2 separate regions of the Arachis hypogaea genome follow, and region 1 is linked to region 2. A link is a contact called in public Hi-C data. All regions are on one chromosome and are shown on one strand. Each heading gives the region's core, a stretch centred on a gene start, on an enhancer-like site or on the middle of the called end of the contact. The rest is flanking DNA. Distances are from core to core; before and after follow the strand shown. Region 1 holds the start of LOC112771273. Region 2 has its middle 13 kb from the start of LOC112773295.

Region 1 (2,853 bases), core at 113-2,612, 67 kb after region 2:
TCAAGATGAGTATTCTTTTACTGCTTTTGGGAAGGAAAGGAAAGAGAAGAAAGCTAGAGTGTGTTCTATAAGTTAACAAACTATATATGCTGACTTTGTAGCATGTATTGCTGAAAGCAGGCTACTAAAGCTTTTGATGGAGATGACTATCTTATTGGGACATCTGCTGAACTCAAATATGCTCTTTTAGAATTCTTCTCGGCTTGGAAACCAGCCGTTATCAATGTTATTATTGATTCTCATGCTGGTTCAAAGAGTGGGAGGCGGCAACACAAGAACTAATTTCTACATTATTTGTATTACACTAAAATTACGTTTTCTATTGTTTTCATTTTTAGATTTTAAATTTCAATAACACAAATTCCCTAGCTCTATGGTTTTCTATAGTGTACCATGATATGATAAAGACACAAACTATATTCCATGAATCCACACAAATATAAAATGTTACATGATCGTAATGAATACTTGAATGATGGAAACTGAATTTTATATATACTTATTACTACTATTTCTGTTTTATTTTATCCATTCTTTTTTTAAGATAAGGTATTTTTAAAGTTATAAAAAAAAAAGAGAAGGTATTTTTGGTACAATTTGTATATAAATAAGCAAAAGAATGATAGTGACAAAATAAAATGGATTATAAGAATATTTTTCATGTCTTAGAATCATTGAATATGGATTATAGGAATATCTTTCATTTAATATTTATAATTTTACTGAAATTTTTAATTAAGTCCCTATATTTTTTTTCTTTTTAATTAGGTCTCTAAGGGTATAAAAGTAATTTATTAATTCACTAATATTTTTTTGACGTTTAACGTTAATAGGGACTAAATTGAAAAAAAAATAACGTATAGGGACCAATTAAAAGGAAAAAAAAGTATAAGGACCTAGTTAAAAATTTCGCGAAACTATAGGACCAACAGAGTAATTAAACCAAGAAAATACATTGTAATTCATTCCAAGCTAATTCATTGAGAGATGGCCATGACCCGTGAATCTTGGGCTTTTGTGTTTGGCCTCATAGGTATCACTCTTTTTAATGAATAGCTTGGAATGAATTAAAATGTGTTTTCTTCTCTGCAGATCATTACCTGTAACATTTTGCTAACGTTGCTAGCACCAAAGACCTTGTGAACAATGGCGAACTTTTGAGGGTCATCGGAAGGGAAATAAGGTGCGAAGATGCAATCCTTGGCACACCTCCGTCTAAGAAGCTTGCATGAAGCACATGGCGAGTTTCCACTTCCCATTTCTATTTTCTTATGATCAGAAAATACTAACTAAAAAAAAGACGAAAAAAACTAGTGATGATTAGAAGGGACTAGTTACTAAAAGCAACATACGGAGCATGATTGACAAAATGAGAGTTAGGTGTGTGTATTTATAATGGGGCGGTTTAGCCGCTACCTTAGTAATAATATCCATGTCAACAAGGCTCATTTCGGTACCCAAGATTTATTTTATTTTCTTATTAATTAATTTTGGTATTTGTTAAATTAATCCCGTGTCTTAATTATTTAGTTTATCATTTTTTTTTGTACTTGCGGATATTTCACTCACGGAAAAGTATAGGTAACCAACAAGATTTTTGAATAATGTGTAAACAATGTGAATTAATAGGGTTAAAAAGTAAATTTAATCAGTAGCATTAAATTAGGGTGAAGTGTATTTTCATTTGATTGGTGGTTGTTCATATTGTTCAAAATTTTCATTGTTCCCCTAACACTCCCCTTCACTCACATGAGATAATAATTAAGGCGCATAGGGGTACCAATGGGAGGGGCACTTGTGCAATTTGGGGGAACGTTTCAGTGGTGATTGGTTGTTTACTTGTCAAAGCTATTAATTCTCTTTGTGTATGTATTAAATCCCACGAATATAAATGAAAGAGTTTACGACCTATTTATATATGAGATAAGCCTTAAAGTGGTCTCTAAAGTTGCACTTGAGTCTCATAGTAGTCCCTGAACTTAAAAGTTATCCATATTCATCCCTAAAGTTGCACTTCGGAACTCAAACTCGTCCTTCCGGCAATTTCTGCCCACCTAACGCTACCGAAAAGGTGAGTTGGCCTCTTTCTTGACACGTTGGCATAACAGAAACGACGTAGTATTTGCTGTGGCGCCAAAATGACATGAAACGACGTCGTTTCACGCTAACCCCCTCCCTTCCTCAACGTTACCCTAACGAATTGTCTCCCCTCTCAAATCACAACACAAACATAGAGGTCTCTTCTTCTCCACTATACTTATCAATGGCGTCTGTGCGATTGTCGTTCACGCCACCTTCCTCTCTTCCGGCTACCTTCTCACCGCCACCGGCCCCCAAGCCCTCTTCGATGACGCCCTCTCACATCCCTCCACTGGTAACACTTTCACTAATTTCCCATTTTGTTCTCTTTTTTTCTTTAACGAAATCATTTAATTTTGATATATTTTATGTGAAATATACAAATATCATTAATTATCACTCTTCTTTAGTGAAAACAATTGAAAATTCTGTTTTCTGTTTTCACTTCTTTCTTTGCAAGAACCAGAAAACATAGAAAGTAAAAAGGGAAACGAAACGTGCCCTAAGTTTGTAGCACTAGCTATGTAGAACAATTTTTATCTAATCGGTGTAAGAGAGTTTTATAGGATTATTTGTTCTTGAGTTGATGATTTATTGAAAACCATCAAATACTGATATGTGATTGATTGAGTGAATTACAGAGGTTCATTATTTAGATTATAAAATAAATTTGAGCTTTCTAAGGTGGTAGCTGTCAATGAACCATGATAACCACAAATAATGGCAATTCATGCCGAAAAATTGCACTATCCTTGGGCTTCTATACTAGACGAA
Region 2 (2,988 bases), core at 47-2,546:
AAAAAAATTCATATGAAAAATAATAATAAAAATATCATAAAAAAAAGTCAACAACATTTGTTATATGAATAAAAGGAATACAATAAAATAAATAAAAAAATCATATGAACAAAGTCAAACAAAAAAAAATTTCATAAAAAATATACATATAAAAATAGTATAGTAAATGATAAAAAAAAACTTATAAAAATATAACATGAGAAATAAGAATACTATACAAATAATATAAAAATATTTATCATATAAATAAAAAATATAATAAAAAATATAAGTAAAAAATACAATAAAAAATATAAAAACTAAAATATGAAAATGAGTATTAAAAATAATAAAAAAATTAAAATATTCAATTTGCTAGTGATTAAAACAAATCTGAACTATTTTAATGAAAAAAAAAATTGTAACTAAAAACTATGAAGAAGTAGGAAGAACTACAAAGAATTATTGTGAAGGTAATAGTTATTGGTATCCTTTTTATAGAAGAAAATAAAGGGTATAGGGTTGGTTAAAAAGAAATAAATTTTTCACCTAATTTTTTAAAGACAATAAGCAACCATGAACGTGAAATGCAGAAACTATAAATTTTAGCTTCTCTTAAACGTGCGTTTAGAAGCAGAATCAATTCTGCGTTCAGGAAGATAAAAATGGCCAAACATAATAGTGAAACTTTCAAGAAGCTCAAACGTAATTCTCTCCTCTCCAACGTGTTTGCCAAACACACCCGTAATTGACGTAGATTTTGCCTGTGGTGCTTTCTGTCGTCTTCTTTATACTTTTATAGTTTCAATTTTCCGATTTTAAGAGAGTTTGATATCAAATTTGTAGAACCTTTTGCATAAACTAACTTGATTCTTGATATATATTATTATTTACCAAAAAAATTATTTTGTTCTTATATTTTCTTTCTTACCTTATAAATTGTCCACAATTTTCAAAAGAAAAAAAATTATTTTTGTTTTGAATCCCACACTACACACTTATCACACAATATTTAAAGGGTCATATTCAATACTTAGTACACTCACTAAGATTTGAATCTGGATGTAGTATATTAAAAGACATATAATTTAACCAGTTAAACTAGACCTCAGTTGCAAGTAAAATTTGAACTTCCAACACTCAACTGAATTAATGAATTATTTATTAGACCAAACTAATTTTTTTTAATTTTTTTTTTTTTTTGGTTGGTGGATTGGACAACCCCCAATCCTAGGTACTCCAATAAATTAGACAATCCCTAATTCTAGATACACAATATACACCCACAAACTTTTCATATACTTATCAATTTTTTTTCTTCTCGATTGCAAATTGGTCCATTCCATTTTTTGGTTTGGGTTGGCAAACAAAAATAGAAAGACTCCATTCAAAATGGTAACAAGTCAAATTTGAAATAAATGTGGGCTACGATAATGGGATTTGTCAACTTGCGGCAACTTGGACAAATATGTTTGGCCATTGGTGCCAATTACCTTAGGCACATTCGTTGCTTTTGAATTTGTCCTGTTGGTTATTCACATGTCAAATATTCCAGTCTTCTTAATTTTAGGTTAGTTCTTTATCCTTGATATAAAAAGGATTATGCAAGTATTCAGATTACTAATAAAAAAAATTATATAAAAAACTATAAAATTTTACTAATTATAAGTTTAATATGTATCCTAAAAATATAAGTTAACAAAATTTATATAAAAATTCCTCATGGTACAAAGTTGTGGAGTATGTCCCGTCCAAGAATAGTGCGGTCATCTAAATTTTTGGTCATATTTTCCCACCACTAGTTTCAAAACTATTTAATAATAATATGGAGACTAAGATACACAATTTTGTTGGTTTTTTTTTTCTTCTAAGCTATATTGGTTGTAAATACGTAAAAGCTAAACTCTTTCCTAGATAGCAATCAAAAAATTAATGAGAAGTTAAAACGTGTTTCTCTCATGATCATGACAAACAAATCCCATCATAATTCAAACCTAATCAGATTCGACTCGGCTTTCACAATTCCAACTCGCAAACAAACCAAGGCTGTATTTAGTTTTGAAAATAGATAAGATAAAATACTGATAACAAGATATATAGAATAGAGATACAAAAATTAATAATTTTATATTTTATTTAATGATAAATTAAAACAAACTATAAAAATTTAATTTATTTTTATTTTTTATTTAAAAATAAAAAAAAATAATTATAAAAAATTAATAAAAATAATAAAAAAATAAAAATAACTTATCTTTTTGTTAGTGTCTTTGGATTTATTTGGGTGAGTTTTTAATAAAAGATCTTTTTTAAATGGATCCCGCTAGGGAGACAATGGACAATTTATACAATGTGTACAATGGGACACAATGGGCTATTGAGTTACAAAATGAACATCTCCCATACTATCTAGAATAACCATGACCTTGCGGATCTAACGCTCTAATACCATGCATGATACCACTCATCCCAAAAGCTTCAGCTGATAGGAAAAGATAACACTAATGATTATATCTCTAATACTCTCTAAACTTCCATTGTACACATTGTATAAATATTCCATTGGCTCCTCATACTTTTCCTTTTTAAATTATCTTTTTTTAAAAGATCTTATGAAAACGTAAAAATAATTTTATGTTTGAATATCTCATGTAAAAAGATCTTTTTATTTATCAATTATGTTTGGGTATAATAATATAAAAGTAATTTTCTGCTTATTTATTATATGAAAAATATATTTTTTTTAAAAAAAATAAATTACAGCTTATCAAAAAAAGATGTTTTTATTTTTTATTTTTTTAGTACTTTTACTTTTATTACTAATAATTTGCTAACATACTAAAAATTTTTTTCATCAACATAATGGTACTCAAACAAACTGCTTTGTGTCTTTCCCTTTAGTTACGAGGGCAGCATGGTGTCAGTGTTTGATGAAAAAACTGCAGCACCTTCCCAAGCTCAGTTTCATCATATTAGAAGGCTTGTCAACACAGATGCTATAGTAGAGGC

What was found. Hi-C and Micro-C count contacts between places; a contact is called where the count stands out from the background.
Region 1: a Hi-C map of leaf shows a contact between it and region 2, with 2.2 times the contacts expected there. The contact joins the promoter of LOC112771273 here to the enhancer-like site in region 2. A contact is called at or near these places in 4 of 8 Hi-C or Micro-C datasets (leaf and an unstated tissue).

What each region holds. Positions count from the first base shown.
Region 1 is chr18:130,887,593-130,890,445 of arahy.Tifrunner.gnm2.J5K5, forward strand. It overlaps LOC112771273, which reads right to left and starts at 1,363. Exons shown (of 16, transcript XR_011876048.1): 1 at 1,101-1,363. It overlaps LOC112771275 (a long non-coding RNA gene), which reads left to right. Exons shown (of 2, transcript XR_003186967.2): 2 at 121-482.
Region 2 is chr18:130,820,710-130,823,697 of arahy.Tifrunner.gnm2.J5K5, forward strand. No RefSeq gene overlaps it. Among protein-coding and RNA genes, the nearest start is that of LOC112773295, 13 kb to the left of the region's middle. Within about 2 kb of position 1,297, at least 1 of the 3 cell types and tissues checked has open chromatin away from gene starts, as enhancers often do.